2 separate regions of the Callithrix jacchus genome follow, and region 2 is linked to region 1. Evidence: chromatin contacts called from public Hi-C data. All regions are on one chromosome and are shown on one strand. Each heading gives the region's core, a stretch centred on a gene start, on an enhancer-like site or on the middle of the called end of the contact. The rest is flanking DNA. Distances are from core to core; before and after follow the strand shown.

Region 1 (5,610 bases), core at 970-3,469:
TCCAAGAAATCTAAACAAGAAAAGCAAGCATATGCTTCAGGAGCGAGAAAGCCAAGTTAGTAAGTTCCCTGCTTGTTTTTGCTCACCATTGAATCTCCAGAGCCCTTTGCAGTGCCTAAAACATAGTAGGTGCCCACCAAACATTTGTTGAATAAATACTGAAGAGGAAATATGGAGCACAAATAAAATGTTTTGTATTCCTATGTTCTTTAAAATGCTCTATTTTAGGCCTTAATCAGGACCTACCTTTGGCAAAATTATCCAGGGGTAAAATTTGTCTTCAAACCTCAAGCACAGTTCTTCCTGCCCTCTCGTTAATGGAAAGAAAAACAACTCTAGAGAAAGAAACGCTTTAAACAATTTGCACTAATATGTAAATGAATGATAACATCTGACACTCTCTCCTCTATTCCTTCTCAACTAATGGTGTTTGTTTTCTCATAAGGAGTGGGGAGAAGTTTATGCCAAAATAATTAATCTCTAATAATATAATGTATACTTCAAGCATCAGTTGCAGGTAGGCAAAGGAGGATGGACCACTTTTTGAGTAAAAAAAAAAATTTAGAAACTTTTGCTGCCCCTCAGATCAAAGTAATTAACTGTCCATTCTAGGTTTAAGGCTGGCATTTTGTGTTATAATGAAGGTCACTCACTCCTAAGCACAATACCCACCGCAAATTCCAAAACGTTGGCTTTTTTAGACCATTTCTCAAATTTGTGCACTTACAACACAGGTCCCTCCTCAGGCCACATGATAGAAAGTGCCCCTTGCCATTCGTTCTCAGTTGTTGTTGCTCTTTTCTCTTCGTTAACTGCAAGATAAACTGTCCCCAAGTTGAAGGTCTGCCCTTACACTTTTTTCTGGTATCTATGTCATGCATTTGATCATAACTTCTAACTCTGTTATGATTCCCTGGACAACCAGAAAGTTTTATGTTGCTGTAGGATTTAATCTTGATCCCCCAATTTAAGATTGTACAGAAGGAAACTTAATCTTTAAAAAAAAAAAAAGAAGGAAAGGAAGAAAGGGAGGAAGGAGGGAGGGGGGAGAGAAGGAAGGAAAAGAGGAAGGAGGAGGAAGGGAGAGGGAAATAGGGAAGAAGTGAAAGAAAGAAGGAAAGAGGGGGAGGGAGGAACAGAGGGAAGGAGGAAGGAAGGAAGGAGGGAGGGAGGGTGGAAGGAAGGAAAGAAGGAGGGAAGGAAGGAAGGAAGGAAGGAAGGAAAGAAGGAAGGAAGGAAGAAGGGAAGGAGGGAGGGAGGGAGGGAGGGAGGGAGGGAGGGAGGAGGAGAGAGAAAGAAAGGGGCAGGAGATGGGGGAGGATGCCCTAAGCCTCCACTTGCTGATTTAGGTTCAAGAAAAAAATTAGCTCACTAAAGGCTTCTAGGGTTAATGGAAAATGTGGATATAACTAAACCAAGGTGTGTGAGGTGTGAAATTTTGGAGACAGAAGAGTACTGATACACAGTTGTTCTGGGGCTGTTGCCTAGATTACTCAGGTATGAACACCTGCATGGGATCAGGTTTCCATAGGGATGTGGAATTTCATTTCAGGTAGTTTTCACAATCTGTTGGGAAGCCTGGCTTCACACAGAAAACCACTGTTCTTTAAACATGTACAAAGAAAGACCATGACAAATATGTCTGAGGGAAATGGTTCCTCATACTAGCTTGTCAAGCCGAGGACTTCAATGAATGATTGATTGGTCTTTCTAGTTACAGCCTGAATCAAGTTAACAGCTTGTATAAGACAACATCAGGAAGAAATAAAAAAGAATCATGAGAAAAACTAAACTAAAGCTTGGGTGAGAGCCTTTGAGCTCAAATCTTGACTTAAAGTATCTCAAAGGCTCTCTTTACCCCTTCTTTCCTTCATTCTTTAATTTTTTTACTACGTATTGCAGTAAATTTAATGTAACTCAGGGTCTCAGCTCACAGGTGGGCTGTGATTTTTTTCCCCACTACAATCTTTCTTATAAACAAGAGTTGTCAACTACTCACCAAGTAATTCACGGCTCAAATGTCTTCAGTTTACTGCCTGCGCATGCAGACCACTGGCATAGCTGCCTCAGGGTGTCCATTTCTTTGCATCCTCTATGCATTCATAATCCTGTCAAGGACTCCAGTCTGTTGATAAATTCTATTAATATGGTAAATAATTGAAAACGTTAGTAAACGTTTTGAAAATCACTATTCAGCATCCGCAGACCAAGACTTGGATTAGGATTTAGAGTGACACTTCTAATCCTTTAAATTGATCCCACCTGTAGCACAGTTAATGCTGACCTAAATGCAATGACCCAGAGATTAACAAACAATTAGAGTCCTGTGGATAAATACGTGCTCCACAGACTACTGCCTTCTTTTACCTTTCAAAGTCAGAAACGAGCTCTCAGATTTTGCCTGTGTTTTCCTTTTTCCATTCTGTCTAATAACCACCAATCGCCCTTTCTCCAAGACAGTTCTAAATGCAAAACATTCATCAGCTGTGATTCCAGTTCAGAATATAAAAGGCGATGCAGGCTGGCTCCCTGCAAAATTCAAAGTAGGTGAATTTTGTCTCCTTCTCCTATTCCCCTTAAGTGCCTTCACTGCCTTTCCTTCCAAGAGAGACTCTCTACTTCCCTCTACACCTTTGTACAGAGACATCGTTTCCCCCATACTTTAGATGTATTCCTTAATCAGTTCTTCTCCGTCCTGGGCATCATTCCCTCAGGGCACTGTTCTCATTTCCCAGGTTGAGAGCTGAGGTGTTAAGGGCTAAAAGTGACTTATATTAAATGAGGAATGCTTTTTAATAATAGTTTTATTGAGATATAATTTATCTACCACAAAAGTATACAATTTAGGGTTTTTTTTTTTAAGGTACATTCAAAAGCTTATGCAACCACCACGACTTTCCAATTCCAGAATATTTTCATTATCCCCACAAAGACTTTTTAAAATTCTTGTTTAAAAGTCACTCCCCATTTCTCTCCTCCTCCTAGCCCCAGGCCACCACTAGTTTACTTTCTCTATGGATTTTCTTTCCTATTCTGGACAGTTCATATAAATGGAATCATGCAACATGTGATCTTTAGTAAGTGGCTTCTTTCACTTAGCATATCGTTTTCAAGGTTCATGCATGTTCTAGCGTGTATCAGTACTTCATTTCTTTTGCGGCCAAATAATATTCCACTTTATTGGATATACCACATTTTATCTATTTATCAGTTGATGGAAATTTAGGTTGTTTCCACCTTGGGCTATTGTGAATATCGCTTTTATTACCTTTGTGTAAAAGTTTTTATATGGACATATTGTTTTTATTTCTCTTTGGCATATACCTAGGGAATTGCTGTGTCATGTAATAACTCTATGTTTAACATTTTTTTAATCAGCAAACTGTTTTCTAAAGTATATGCACCATTTTGCATTCTCATCAGCAACACATGAGGGTTCTTTTTACCTACATTCTTGCCAACATGTTATTATCTATCAGTCTTTTTATTTTAGTGCGATAGGCATTTTATATGTACATTATTTTATATTTATAACAACTCTGAAGACAGATATTACCCATTCTTTCTATTTTGTAAATGAGAATGCCAAGACAGAGATGAAGTAGGCAATAATAATACTTACTAAGTATCATATTACAATAATAATACGATGATGTGACAGGCATTTCTGGAAGCCCTGTCTCCTTTGATCTTCACAGTGACCCCAATGAGATGTCCAGAGAGGTTAAAGTTACTTACCAAAAATCACACAGCCACTGGTCAGTAGAGACAGAATTTTAACTCAGACATTCTGATTCTAGTATGTAATAGAGCCAAAAAGTTTAAACCTAAGACTATTTGGCATCAAGAAAGCTCACGTTTATCCTTGATATATTCCACTAATGCGCCTCTCCTGCTATCCCTCCAAAGACTACTTGCACTTTAATAGGCTCTCCAGAAACACACCATGACTACCCAAGGGGAACAATCCCTAATTGTAGAATTTCAGGTGACTTGATGGCAATACTGGTGCAAGTGGGGGCCAGTTACCATTCTCTATCTACTGCTGCATGGTGCCATGGTGTAAAATACATGTACCCAGCATATATTTCATAAGAAGGTTCTGATGAGGACTAGGATGTTCAAGGGACCATTCAATGAATGCTCCAAAATCCTGAATAGACATGAGATTCTAAATGTATAGGTAGAAGTCGCTGGGAATTAGCACATAAATAAAATTTCTAAAGTAAATTTGCTTCTTTTGATTAGAGTTCCACAAACACTTGTTGCTCTATGGGCTTTACATATACTAACTCAATGGATCATCACAACTGTCTTGTGGGGTAGGTATTAGTATTATTATCATCCATATTGTATAGATGAAAAACTAAGGCACAAAGAGATTAAGTCACTTTCCCAGGGCATACAGCTAGTTTGTGGTGGAGCCAGCTATGAAAATAAGTAGTCTAGCTTTAGAGTCAGTGCTCTTAACCACTGCCTTTTAAAAGAAATCTCAGTATGGGGCTCATTGGATTTATCCAGACACTCAAAAATTCCCATTGGATCTCTAAGTTTTAGTTACAGTATAATTAAAGATGATTTTAGAACAGAAATCTAAAACCATTTGGGGTCCTTGTGAATCTAAAATTATACAGATACTTCAAATCTATTCATGAGTACAAACTTAAAAATTATTCCTACACGCCTTTTAGAACTGCTATGTCAGAAACATCAGCACACTGTATGATCAGGTGGTGACCTTAGCGTTCTCATGAACTTACAGTACCAGAATGTTTATGGATTCTACTAGATGTTGTTGGAACTCGTATCAGTTCCTGTCTATGTTACCAATATCGAAGCCTAACAATTTACAAAATGTCAGCATCTCTGGATGATCCTTACTTCCTAAGGTGCCATGAAATGAAAGAATCCAAAATAGCAACCTCTCCCTCCACAAAACTGTGAAGCCAAACACATCACTTTAGCTTCCCTCTTACCATTAGCTGCAAAGAAAAAATAATGTAGCTCATTTGCATTTAATGATTTTTTTACTACTAAACACTACAGGGAACTCTTAATTACATACATCATGAGAAAGGGCCTTACATAATATTGGCCTAGGATCCTTCTATTCCTTTGGAGACTAAGATGCATGGCTGGGGCATGAGCTATAAAAATAGGTTCAGAATTGTGTGCTTCTAGTCAATCATCCAGAATAAGGCTTGGACAAGTAGCTCCTTGCAGTCAAGAAATCACATGAGAACCTGGGAAACAAGCGAGGTGATGGACGAAGATAAATTAGAATGAGAGAGGAAAACTACAAGAAACGATACGAGACAAACTTACATATTTCGCTTGATTCCAGTGAGGGTTCTGAACTGTGATTCTCCACCTTCCTTTACACTTTTTACCTAACCCTATCTGACAGAATGTTCTTTTTCTAATTCAGTAATAATAACAAAATTCTCTGTCTGCTTATAGTACTCAACAAGCAGTGACAGTACTCAGCAAGACATATATTGGTTCATAAAAGTAGAATAGCTTTGGACAACGGGCAAAATGATAATTTCCGGTTATTGAGCATCTCCTTTCAACTGGCATTGTTAGCATTACTTCATTATTTCTAATAGC
Region 2 (5,355 bases), core at 1,423-3,922, 380 kb after region 1:
AAGGAAAAGCAGGGAAGTAGGAAAACATGGGCTGTGGTCTAGAAATGGCAAATAACCCCTCCTATTGAGCAGAGTATAAGGGAAGAATCCAGACATGTAACCTGAAGGTCAGGCTATCCGTGACAGCAGGAACAGGGACAGCTTGTTGGAACTGCTTGGAGCTGGACAATGACTTCCCTCATTCAGGTGGTTCTGGGTGAGGGGGTAAAGATGGAGAGTCTAGCAGGTTGCAGGCTGTGAGTTGCTGTGGAAAGGATGCTGGGATCTAGAAGAGGTTTGTGAATTTGGAAGAGAAGCCCTAGTGATGGCTGGGGAAGTAAGCAGGAGCTAGAGAACAGAGCCCCCTAATTTTCCCCATTCTGTTCCACTTCCCTATTCTCTCCTCTCTCATGTGTGGCCAGAAGCAAGAGACTGGCCCTGAAAGAACAGCAGGGTGAGGTGGGAGAACTTCAGGTGTGGCTTGACTGGCTGACGAGGATAAGATTCTCTTCCCTTTTCTCTCCCTTGACACTGTTATCTACCGCCTACAGGGTAGTGGGTAGAGGAGGGGAGGTGAGAGTAGCTATGAGCTCAGTGGCTAAAAGGTATTTTCCTTCATTCTTCTTCACCCTTGGAAGATAGCCTTTGTCACTGCTGGCCCTGCCAGGCTCCTGGCCTACATGGGACAAAAAAAAAAAAAAATGGAAAAAGAGATGGATATCCTTCAGCCCTACAGCTACGGTGGCAGTTCTTAGGTGGCATATAGATGTGGTCAGTCAGACATCCATCAAAGAGGCTGCATGCCTGTTTTTCCTGCATAAATGGAGGGAAAATTTATTGCTATTTGTGACATTCCTGTGCAGGAGAAGAGAACAACCTACCAGAGAGGCTAAGAAGGTACGAGTTTCAAACTCAATTTGACAGCAGTAATGATAACCATAAATAGCATTTAAGCTGGGTGTAGCAGTGGCTGTGCCTGTAGTCCTCATTGCTTGGGAGGCTGAGGCGGGAGGATCACTTGAGGCCAGGGGTTCTAGGTGAGGCTGGGTAACAGAGGGAGATCTGCATCTCTAAAAAAAATAACTAAAATAACTAGCTAGCATTGGTTGAGGGAATGCTGTGTGGCAGGCCCTGAGCATCCTTATCTCAATGAATCACTACTATCTATTTTTAGAACTTTTTCATCATCTATTTTCAGAACTTCTCACCGTAGAAGCAGTATAGATGCAAGCCCTAAGGCCAAGCCAATCTGAGTTTAAGTCTTCACGCTGCCACTCACTAGTTAAAGCACAGTGCTTGACACAGAGTAAGAACTCAGTAAATATGGGCTGGGCTTGGTGGCTCATGCCTGTAATCCCAACACTTTGGGAGGCCGAGGAGGTCGGACCACCTGAGGTCAGGAGTTCGAGACCAGCCTGACTGGTAAAACCCTGTCTCTAATAAAAATACAAAATTAGCCAGGTGGTGCATGCCTGTAATTTCAGCTACTCGGGAGGCTGAGGCAGGAGAATCACTTGAACCTGGGGGGCAGAGGTTGCGGTGAACCAAGATCGCACCACTGCACTCCAGCCTGAGCAGCAAGAGCAAAACTCCATCTAAAAATAAAAATAAAAAGAACTCAGTAAATATGGAATATTCATCAGTTAACAAATCAATTGATATAAGTCAATTGAATAATAAATATTACCATATATACACACAGTCATATGAAGGTGGTGCTATTACTATCTTCATCTTATAAATGAGGAAATGGAGGGCCTGAGAAATTAAGGACTTTGTACAAGCTTGCACAGCCACTAAGTGGCAGAACCTGAATTGAAAACTGGTTGTCAGTACAGAGTTTCTCTTTGAGAGGATGAAAAAGTTCTGAAAACCTATAGTAGTGATTGTACGGCATTGTGAATAGACTTAATGCCACTGAATTATAGACTCAGAAATGATTAGAATGGTACATTTTATGTTATATATACATTCACACACACACGCACACACACACAACACACACACATACCCCAGTTGTCAGACACTGGGATTTTAACCACTGTGTCATATACATGACCTCTCAATAACATTAATCAAGTTTCTATTGTCCAGAAGACCCTCCAATGTCATAAAGCAAGGACAAGATTTGCAATCAAAAGACCTCTGTTTAAACACCATATCTGCTTCTTACAATCAGTAAGTGGCTAAAACTTGTCTGAGTTTTCTTGGGCCAAAAGGGGTACAAGTCCCACTCAAGCCCCTCACTTCAAATGCAGACACACTGGTCCCTGTTATGTTGCTGGATAACCTTGATGGGAGGGGACCGAGATCGATTTGAGCCCCTGACAAGGAGGGCAAGGAAGCTCTGAGCCAGCTTACCCCTTCCTAGTTACTCCTCTTCCCAAAGTGAAGTGTGGCAGCTACTGCGTGGGGACTTATAAGAGGAAGTGAGACAGCTACTGATAGGGGAACTTGAGGAGGCCCCCTTGGAAAGGGGAAGGAAGATGAGCACATATTGAGATAAACCATTTGCAGGGTGTTAAAACTAGATGAAAACCAGTGTTCTTACAGGTCACAAAAAAGAAATCCACACCACAAACAATCTTAGTAGCTACTTTTCCTGCCAAAGTAATCATTCTTTTATCCAAGGTTCCATGGGGATTAAAAAACAAACAATCCCTCAAAGTCCTTGTCAGCTTCTCTGGTTCCTCTCTAATTTTTACTGTACTCAATGGAGAGGAGTGCTCAGTAACAGCTGAGTCCCCAGATACACCATGACATTGCAAGAGAAGATGAAACCTGAGGAAATCCACCCCCTTCACATTTTCCAGACCACATTCTCCTCCCCTGTTCAATCTCCCTAAAGCTTTCACTAGGCTTGTTCAGGTCGGGAATAAACTATAACCAGTGGATGCTGCCCTCTGCTGGAAAGCAGGCTTCATTCGCGGCTGCACAGCCAGTCTTGGCCTCCACAAGACCTCTTTTGTGTTAATGATTTGAAGCACATGTTTGTAATGAAAAATAACGATAATAATTCAGGGTACCAGGCTGACCATGCAAATATATTTATCCTGAGAAGGGCCTGCAGAACACCTTTCAGGGCAAATCCTCTACCACCTTTACAGAGGACTGAGACAGCCTAGAGAAGAACAGAATGCTTGCTTTACTGTTATTTTCCTCAACCTGGCCCCGTGAACTAAACTAGATGCAGTCTGTCCAGAGAAATATCAGTATGAAACAACCCACAGGGCATTGGGCGCCTGTGTTCTGGAATTGCTTCTTCCACTTCACTTCAGTTGCCTTATTTCCACTCACCTTGGTTCTCTGAGCCCAGGTTGACACAGCACACTGGCTCCCGATGCTCCCCTCTGTCTCCTTCTGCTGCCATGCCCTATTGTAGCCATGGCCCTCCATCTGGCACTCAGAAATCTTTCCCAAATGTCATTCTGCTAGTCTCCCGACACCTTCACACATTCACCTTATGCCATCCTCTGGGGCAGAGCTGATGTGGTCCCAGGCTGGGGAGGCTAGAGGCCACCTAGTAGCCACTAGGAAGCAATGCTTGTACTGTGTGCCCTGTACATCAGTGACAGGCAAGGAGGCTGTGGGACTGTTCTCACAATCAGCCGAACCTGTCTCCTCACGACCATTGGTGCTGCCACCTAAGAGATTAACAAGGGGGGCCACGAGACTCAGATTGCTCAGATACAATTATAACTGGAAACACTGGGTTCTAATCATACTCTTCCCTAGCTGGCTGACTGACAATACAGTGGTATCCCTTTTGCAAACCAAAATATGTTGGAATTATACTGGAGTGATGTGGACTATGCTGGAATTTTTCAGATTTTCAAACTGCTTTAAGAAACATTCCATAGCTCCACTTGGCAAGATATAAACACACTTGTAGGAAACCGGGTTCGTTTTACCAGTCAAATGAGCCAGCAGCCCAATTCTTCAGTCTCAAAGAGATTAATGAGCAATTAATTTCCCAGACCAGCTAAGCCTGGGAAGTTCCGGGAGCTAACGAATTTTACCTGAAGCTGAAGTCCGGCCCACGTCTATGGGACACCACAGCTGACCCTCCCAAGGAACTCAAGGGAAGGCCGAATTTACATAGTTGGCTGCCCCCTAGTGTTCACAGGCCGCAATATCAGCAGGCGGGACTCGTTTGGCAGCAGGGCTCCAGGGTTTGTTTTGGGCTCCACACAATGGTGCCTGGCTAAGGGAGTGTGGGACTGAAATTCAGCTCATGCTCTTCTCACCAAGCCTTGTGCCCTGCACGGGACTGCATCCATCTGGAGGCTGACCTCTTTTTTCTAAACTGTCTGCCAAGAGGAGTCATTTTTTTTTGTAATTCTATTTTAGAAATTTCCACATTGCTTGAGATTTCTAGAGTCTAAAGCTACCAGAAAGGTTGCTACCAATCCCATGTGATACGTCAGGCAGTCGGCATGTACCCAAATGTATATTCCATTTCTAAAAATTCACTTGTCCTATAAGAATAGCTCAGGGTGTTTGTGTAGAAGTGGCCCCATTCCAGAAAATTCCCTGAAATGGGAACTTCAGAGTCATCCATGCAGCTATGAACTTCTGTTAGCTCCACCTCCAAAATATATCCTGAATCCATCCACCTCTCCATCTTCACTCATTTCTGATCCAAGCTAGTGGAAATTTCTTGCTACAATGGTAGCAATACAGGGAAAAACATTGGCCTGCTACAATGGTCTGCCTGCTCCCACTCTGGCGCCGCCATGCAGCAACCAGAATGATTTCTTAATATATAAATAAATTCATGTGACTCCCCTCCAATGACTTCCCAATGGGTTTTGGACAAAATCCAGACTCCTTCCTCGGGTTACTAGGCTGTGGATAATCTGGCCTCTACTTCGCTCCACTAAATTCCAGCAACACTGGTCATTTGTTTTAATTGACATTTTTATTGAGATAATTGCAGATTCACATGCAGGTGGCAAAACAATACACAGAGATCTGTCGTGCATTTTGTCCAGTTTTCTCCAATGGTAACATTTTGGAAAACTGTAATATCACAGTAAGAATAGTGACATTGATACAATCCACCGATATTACTCAGATTTTGCTGGTTTTATTAATACTTATATGTGTGTATGTGTATTTAGTTCTATACAATTTGATCAGTCATGTAAGTTCACGTATCCACCACCATAGTCAGAGTATTCAACAGGGCTATCACCGCCTCGAGGATCCCACCTGTTGCCCTTTTAGAATCCTATTCATCTCCCTCCACCCACACCTCCTTAATCCTAGGCAACCACTAATCTGTACCCCATTTCTAAAATGTCATTTCACAAACATCATATAGACAGAGTTGTACAGTATGTAGCATTCGGGAGTGGCTTATTTTCATTCAGC

Evidence for each region. Hi-C and Micro-C count contacts between places; a contact is called where the count stands out from the background.
Region 2: a Hi-C map of skeletal muscle shows a contact between it and region 1, with 9 times the contacts expected there. The contact joins the enhancer-like site here to the promoter of GUCY2F in region 1. A contact is called at or near these places in 3 of 3 Hi-C or Micro-C datasets (induced pluripotent stem cells and skeletal muscle).

What each region holds. Positions count from the first base shown.
Region 1 is chrX:105,920,972-105,926,581 of calJac240_pri, forward strand. GUCY2F (guanylate cyclase 2F, retinal) reads right to left here and starts at 2,220. Exons shown (of 20, transcript XM_054251012.2): 1 at 2,000-2,220.
Region 2 is chrX:106,300,714-106,306,068 of calJac240_pri, forward strand. No RefSeq gene overlaps it. Among named protein-coding and RNA genes, the nearest start is that of TMEM164, 110 kb to the right of the region's middle. Within about 2 kb of position 2,673, at least 2 of the 16 cell types and tissues checked have an H3K27ac peak or open chromatin away from gene starts, as enhancers often do.